Linked DNA regions of Danio rerio: region 1 is linked to region 2. The links are chromatin contacts, called in public Hi-C maps. All regions are on one chromosome and are shown on one strand. The core of a region is the stretch at or near the end of the contact, and the rest is flanking DNA. Distances in the headings are between cores, read along the strand shown. Region 1 holds the start of dpcd (deleted in primary ciliary dyskinesia homolog (mouse)). Region 2 overlaps LOC141385860.

What was found. A called contact is a pair of places that touch in the nucleus more often than the background predicts.
Region 1: a Hi-C map of embryo shows a contact between it and region 2, with 1.7 times the contacts expected there. The contact joins the promoter of dpcd here to the enhancer-like site in region 2. A contact is called at or near these places in 2 of 18 Hi-C or Micro-C datasets (embryo and an unstated tissue).

What each region holds. Positions count from the first base shown.
Region 1 is chr1:35,231,162-35,235,476 of GRCz12tu, reverse strand. It overlaps dpcd (deleted in primary ciliary dyskinesia homolog (mouse)), which reads left to right and starts at 2,091. Exons shown (of 6, transcript NM_001045377.1): 1 at 2,091-2,374; 2 at 2,794-2,874; 3 at 2,963-3,078; 4 at 3,188-3,321. The coding sequence starts at 2,311. poll (polymerase (DNA directed), lambda) reads right to left here and starts at 2,065. Exons shown (of 9, transcript NM_213243.1): 1 at 2,043-2,065; 2 at 1,808-1,952. The coding sequence starts at 1,928. The region is part of intron 1 of LOC141385860; the gene reads left to right.
Region 2 is chr1:35,121,616-35,125,585 of GRCz12tu, reverse strand. All of the region lies in intron 1 of LOC141385860, which reads left to right. Among named protein-coding and RNA genes, the nearest start is that of lbx1b, 15 kb to the right of the region's middle. Within about 2 kb of position 2,010, at least 5 of the 62 cell types and tissues checked have an H3K27ac peak or open chromatin away from gene starts, as enhancers often do.

The DNA of each region.
Region 1 (4,315 bases), core at 842-3,341, 110 kb before region 2:
GAGAACCAGAAATTTGAATTAGAATAGTAGAGGCTTATTTATATCATATTCATAAAATATACTTTACATTCTTCATGAATCTGTTATAATCAGCAGTGATTAAAATATTTCAAAAATAACTACATGTTATTTTAGGCCAATTATACAAAAATATATAATTTTCTTTATTTTCTTTAGTTACTGAAGACACTGACTAAAATAACACCCAGTTAAATAATAATAGTACAGCAAATACTTGTTTTTAATGCACATTAAACTCAGTAAACAGGGAAAGAAGTCTATTTTTTACATGCAATCGTTATATATTAATGATCTTTTTTTCTATTTATGTCTGCACTGTTTGTACTTTGTAGCACTGTTTATACTATACCAAGACAAATTCCTTGTGTGTGGAAGCACACTTTGCAATGAAGCCCTTTGTGATTCTGATTCTGCGATTTTTATATTTATGAGAATCATGTTACTTAACAAACTTTGAACATATACGTTAAACAACACAAAAGTAACAGCATTTACAGTATAGACCAGGGGTGGGCAAACTCGTTCCTGGAGGGCCAGTGTCCTGCACAGTTTAGCTCCAACTCTACTCAAACCTCAAACACACCTGCTTGTAGATTTCTAGTGATCTTGAAGACACTGATCAGCTTGTTCAGGTGTGTTTGATTAGTGTTGGAGCTAAACTGTGCAGGACACCGGCCCTCCAGGACCGAGTTTGCCCATCCCTGGTATGACCATTTGTCTCATACACAAGAACTACTTAATAGTATATGTTTTATTCATTCATTTTCTTTCAGCTTAGTCCCTTATCAGCGGTCACCTAGGTCTGTCCCAATAATCAATATATCGAATTATCACAGGAAGACCTGAACATGACCCCTATCACATACATCTGCCATACATAAAAAACTAATGCCAGCAACATTTTAGATGACTGTGCAGTCTGGGTCATCTCTTCCAATCTTTATTGAAGGTGTCAGTAAAAAAACACAATAGTATTTCCTCTAAAGTCATATTGAATTTAGTCTAAAACGTTTCTAGTTCTTGTTACCTTGCACTCTTTATTATTATTATTATTATTATTATTATTATTATTAATTATTATAATTATTATTTATTTATTTGTATATATTAGGATATACAAATGTTTTCACATTCAGCTTCCAATCCCTAATTATTAAAATTACTATAATTGTGTTAAATATTATTAAAAGTAAAATATAGTATGTACTTGCATCAGGATGCTATTATATTGCCATTCTATGATTATATAATGAGTGGCAAAAATGCTCTTAAAATGACAATAATGCTGTTTCTCGTACTAAATTTTGGTACTATAAATTAGCAAAAAATACAGATATCGAGACAGGTCTAGGATCGCCACAGCAAAATAAACCACCTAATATATGTATTACTGTAACTAATTAGAGACTTTAATTAAAGCGGTGACAAAATGTACACATAATGCTCCATAATTGTAGTAAAACATCCTGGGGAACCACAGCTCTGCCCTTTTGTATATTCCGCAATTTTTTATTAACTAATGATTTATAACTCTTTATTTAGGCCTAGTCGTGAACTATTTGCTAATGTATTTGATATCTATCTATCTATCTATCTATCTATCTATCTATCTATCTATCTATCTATCTATCTAGTCACAATAAGAACTGGTTACTTACAATATTAAACAAATTAATATGTTATGTCTGTTAAAATTAGACATATATAAAAAGATATTACCATGCAGCAAAGCAGGGAGATTTATTCTTTAGTTTCCTAACTCAAGTGTAAAAACAGAATGATGAACCTGTTAGTGTTATTGATTCAGCAGGAGTCCTCTTGGAAGGAGGCGCGTCCTTCTGGTCATTAGGCCTGGCTCTCTTAACTTTAGGGAAAGCCTTTAGAATTCCATGGCCATGACCCTCCATTCCGAACAGGGAGATGATCTGGAGCTGATGAGAAAATGACTGCGATCAGTAGGCAACATAATATAAAAATAAACAGTCTATAAACATATACAGCTGAAAACATGCCATCAGTACCCCTTTCAAATCCTCTCTCCGAGAACAACACACGACACTAATGTTTTTAAACGGATCTACTTCCGGGTCGTAGAGTTGGCTTCTTTTATTAAACATGAAAAAAATGCAGCACTTTTTCACTTTTTGCAACATGTAATACTTCAAATCGATTAATCGTGTATACAATTCTGTTAAATGTATAAAAAAGATAAAAGAGCTTGTTTGAAATAGAGGTTGTCAAGGCAACCGCAGGCGCGGGTTTGTTTGAGGAAATGAATCAGCAGGAAGCATGGCTGTTCAACAGTGGGCTGATGCTCTTGAAAAAGCCAAGAAAACTGCTTTAATATCCGATGGTAGGAAGTTGTCTTTTATTTTACTTTAGGATATTTTTTCTTCTATGTGTGTATTTGAGCCGGTATGCTTTTAATAGTATTATACGAGTTTTTATAAATCTTTTAATTTTGCTACCGACTAACGTTAGCAGCACAAGAAAACTTGCATACGAAAACAATAGACCAGGGATTTATTATAGCTTTGCTGTATTGTGATTGTATGGTGTATAATAACTACTGTAAAAATACCACGTGTTAGCTATGGTTTATGTAGCGTTGTTTACGTGTTTTTGTTGTTGCTGTTTACTTTATAGTAAAACCATGGTAATTTTACCAAGAGGAATATCTCAAGCTTTGCGTATATTATTTTAAGTCTTTAACATTGTGAGATGTATGGTAAAGTGTAAGATGTGTCTTTTCATGTGTCTTTCTCTTTCTAGGGAAAAGGAAAGTTCATTATCAGTTTGAGGATGGCAATGAGATGGCTGAGGAGTATGACCTAAAAACAGATGAGCTTGTCAGTAAGTGTTTTCTGTCTTGGCTTCATCCGAGCAAATAAAAAAAGAATTCATTTGAATATTCTTCTGTCATCATTTAATCTTTTGTTAGTGCGAAAGTGGCGACATAAAACCACCTTTGGAGGACAGGGGCAGTGGACTTTGGAAGTTGGTGAAACAAACCCAACTGGGGCTACATCTGATTTAATAAAAGAGAACAGTTCAAATGTGAGCGCTCATTTTTAGTTATTTTAATACTTAATTGATGATGACTTACAAAAAATAATAACAATGTTTATTGCAAGACAACCTAATTATCTTGTTTTTATGCCCACAGCCACTATTTATGCGCCGGGACACAAAGACAAGTTTCCAGTGGAGGATCCGTAACATTTCTTACCCTTTAGAAGTCTACAGTGTGACAGCTGAGCCAATGGAAAGATGTTGTGTCATTCGGACCTCGAACAAAAAGTAAGTTAATATTAATAAGAGGTTTTAAATGATCATTTATATTTTTAATCACCATAGAGCATATTATTACTGAAGTCATTTCATAATTTTCATTTTACAGAAACACTTGTTCATTTCTAAATTGTCTCAACCTTTATCGTAAAAAAAAAAAAAAAAAAAAAAACAGTCAAAGAATCATTTAATTAATGTGAATTATGAGGTAAGTGGATTGTTACATCCCTATTTAGGATTTATTCACACTTGACACATTTGGTTCAGTTAAAGTAAATATGGCAAATTTTTTTCAATAAGTGTGCATTGTGCCATACAAACCTTGAAATGAATTAACCAGGACTGGTGAAAATATCAAATATATTTCTCAGATCACTTCTAAACAAACCAAAGAAATCCCAACACAACAAAATTAGCATATGATGTGAACATAAACAGGACAGAATGTCACAAGTATTTAACAGATAAAAGCAAAGATTGGAATGTTGGACACTTCATCCACTCAGTGGTCACAGATTTAATTGTTTTGGGATGTGATGCTGCTGTCAGATTCAACCGTCAAATGTCAAAATAATCTTCTAAAGGTGATACACACTGTGAGGAAAACCCGGAAAAGTTATTGTAAAAAAATGTCCTTTAAAATTTTACTGTAAACAACCTGTTGTTTTGTCCCAATTCTAAGTCTTATAGACTTACATGAGTTATGACAATAATAAATATACATTTAAACAACAAGCACATTTAGCGCACAACTTTTTTTGGATGTTTCAGTTAAGAATTGTTGCAAATTAAACATAAGTCCTAAAAAAATAAAGAAAAATTGAAAGGCCAGTGTGAATACAAAGAAAACCAGAAACGATATGTGTGTATTATATATTTATTTATTAAAAGCAAACTAAACAAGAAACCAAATTACAAGTACTAAAAAAGTGGCTTAATTATTTGACTTTTTTATTATGTAGTATTGTATTTTGCTATTTACTAAACTTAAATATAGTTAGTA
Region 2 (3,970 bases), core at 761-3,260:
ACACCTTACTAGTACAGGGTTGGACCCCCTTTTGCCTTCAAAATTGCCTTAATCCTTTGGTGCATAAGCTGATGCAAATCTCCCGTTTCTCCACATTCCAAAGGTGCTCTATTGGATTGAGATCTTGTAACTGTGGAGGCCATTTGAGTACAGTGAATTCATTGTCATGTTTGAGAAATCAGTCTGAGATGATTTAGGTTTTATGGCATAGCTTGTTATCCTGCTAGAAGTAGCCATCAGAAGATGGGTACACTGTGGTCATGAAGAGATCGACATGGTCAGCAACAATACTCAGGTAGGCTGTGGCGTTGACACAATGCTCAATTGGTACTAATGGGCCCAAAGAGTGCCAAGAAAATATCCCCCACACAATTACACCACCACCACCAGCAACCTGAACCATTTATAGAAGGCAAGATGGATCCACACTTTCATGTTGTTAACGTTAAATTCTGACACTAACATACGAATGTCACAGCAGAAATCGAGACTCGTCAGACCAGGCAACATTTTTCCAATTTTCTGTTGTCCAAATTTAATGAGCCTGTGCGAATTGTAGGCTCGCTTTCTTGTTCTTAGCTGACAGGAGTGGCACCCAGAATGGTCTTCTGCTGCTGCTCATTTGCCCCAAGGTTCGACATGTTGTGTGTTCAAAGATGCTCTTCTGCATACCTCGGCTGTAACGAGTGGTTATTTGAGCTGCTGTTGCCTTTCTATCAGCTGGAACCAGTCTAGCCATTCTCCTCTGAACTCTGGCATCAGCAAGGCATTTGCACCCACAGAACTGCAGCTCACAAGATATTTCCTCTTTTTCTGACCATTTTCTGTAAACCCTAGAGTTGGTTGTGCATGAAAATCCCAGTAGATCAGCAGTTTCTGAAATACTCAGACCAGCCTGTCTGGCACCAGCAACCATGCCATATTCAAAGTCACCTAAATCATATTTCTTGCACATTCTGATGCTCAGTTTGAACTGCAGCAGATCATCTTGACCATGTCTACATGCCTAAATTTATTGAGTTTTTGCCAGGAGATTGGCTGATTAGAAATTTGTTAACAAGCAGTTGTACAGGTGTACCTAATAAAGTGGCCGGTGACATTTTGACATTTGACATTTTTACAGTGTACACACAGTACATTCCCAGTAAGGGAAAGTATAATGAGTCTGCCAAATTCTGACATTTGGAATCAACCGTTATTCTAAGTAAAAATAGTTACATTAATCACACTTTATTTGATTATTCTAATTTGTTTCATAACAAGATTTTTATATAAATTTCTATAATTTTATATCATTTTAATCTAATATCGAAATGTGAAACAGCAATTTAAAGCACTTTTATTTGTCACAATTGACAAACATGATCACACAACCAGTGTCTATCCTCTATCTTTTTTTTTTCCATAAATAACAACAACAACAATAAAAACTGAAATGATATTGTTTTTCATCAGTCAAGTACACTTGGGTAATACATACATAGAAAAAATGTAGGTGACTTTTAGAAACAACATTTTTAATGAAAATATTTGAATAAAAGGAGTAAAGAAAGAAAGAAAGAAAGACATTGCTATAAGCATTATTGTGATCACCCTCTAAATGGGTGTTTTAGCTACTAAAAAACCACCAACGTTTTTTAATTACCCAACATCCACCACACACACCACAACCTAAAACCATCCTAAAGCCCTTTGAACTCTGCTTAAACACAAGCGCCAGCATCGCCACAAAGACAGAAGTGCACGTGGAGGGGCCACTGCAGCTGTCTGTCTGTCACGTGTGACAAAGCACCCTCTCCATCACCCCGAATACTGAGCCTTTCCGCCACCTTTCTCCATTTCTCCCAAACCCTCTTGACTCTGTGCTCCAGAGGGGGCCGCTCGCTGTAAGTGAAGCCCCTGCCACCCTTCAACCTTATATAAGCGTAGTTTGAGACAGCTGTGCTCTGCTCCGCTCAATAGCCTGGACGAGGCACTGCGTTAATGTGTAGCTTCTCTTTGTGGCTCTGCTCTCTTTAAAGGACAATGGAGGAGGCAGGCAGAAAAAGGCTGTATAAGGGGAGAATGGAGTCACTGGGTATTTAGGCCTAGTTCATAAAAACAAGGCAACAAAAAGGCCTTGGATTCATCACTGTCTTATTTGGGTGGGAAAGCATGAGGTTTGGAGTGGAGAGGAGGAGAAGTTGACGGCTCTATTACTATAGTTAAGAGCAGAGTCAGAAAGCAGGAGTATGCAAGGTAAGTAGGAGGATGCAACTTAGTGAGTGGGCCTGTTGACAGACTGTGATTGCTTTTGATTATTATTATTAATTGTATAACAGTATTTGATTGATTGGTCTTGAATGGTTGGTTCACTATTTAACAGCATTTGAAAACCTGTAGTTTAGTTGCATAGAAAGAACCTCATTGCTTAAAATGAGTAAAATGCAAATAAAGAAGTGCAAAAAAGAGTAAACTTTCTTAAAAATGTGGTGAATTTACAAATGATCACAATAAAATATATAATAATAATCTAAGGTTTATTTATATTTATTTGTTTGTTATTAAATACAATAGTAATAATAATATTTATTATTATCATTATTATTAATAAATACTTGTGTAAAAATATATTATCTATTAATATTAATATATTATTTGCTATTATTTATTTATGATTTCATATAATAATGATAATAATAATAACAACAACAACAACAACAACAACAACAACAATAACAATAATAAATATCATTTTTTATTTTTCATTCATTTTCTTTTCGGCTTAATCCCTTTATTAATCTGGGGTCACCACAGCAGAATGAACCGCCAGTTTATCCAGCATGTGTTTTAAGCAGCAGATGTTCTTCCAGCTGCAACCCATCACTGGAAAACATCCATACACACTCATTCACACAAATACACTAAGGACAATTTAGCTTACCCAATTCATCTGTATCGTATGTCTTTGGATTGTGGGGGAAACCGGAGCACCCGGAGGAAACACGGGGAGAACATGCAAGCTCCACATAGAAATGCCAACTGACCCGCTAAGGCTCGAACCAGCAATCTTCTTGCTGTGAGATGATTTTGCTACCCACTGCGCCAGCGTGACGCCTATTATTATTTTTTACATATAATTTACTTTACATTATTAAATCTGTTGCCATAAAATTATGTAAATTAAATACCTGCATAATTAATAAAAAACATATAATTAAGAACCCTTCTAAGTAATGTAAATCACTTCTTTACTTTTATATAACATAAACATGCAATTTTTTCCAAGAGTATTTACTGAGCGTTTTAGTGCAAACCATGAGTACATTAAATATCCACCATTCCTCCCCACAAAAGAAAGAAAAAAAAACATATATTGTAGCCTATGATATACAGTCAGCTCTTATATAAACATACTTTACTACTGGAGTATTATTATAAGGCAAACTTCACCAGATCCTTCATACAGTTAAAAATTTACTGATTGCCTTAAACTTGTAAGTTAAATTAAATTAACTATTTGAGTAATTTAACTTAAATTACATTAAACTAACTTTAAATAGCTTGTGTAACTCAAACAATTAAGTTAAAAACATGATTAAACTATAATTAACATAAAACATACAGTATGTTGTCATGATTTATTGATATAATGTTTCACAGCCTATAAACTGGGGTGGTATGGTCTATTTTTATAGTCTGGAGGTATATTATCATTGAGTATATCATCGTTCATTATTTTATTTTTCATAAAATGTATTACAATATATATATATATATATATATATATATATATATATATATATATATATATATATATATATATATATATATATATATATATAAAATATAATCGCAAATCATAAAAAATCGGTATATGGAAAATGCTAATAAAATAGCATTAATAGTATAAAATAGCAATTTCCAAATTTACTTTGACTTGTTTTTCATGGCAGACAATATGAACACAAGACATTTCATTTTTTTTGTC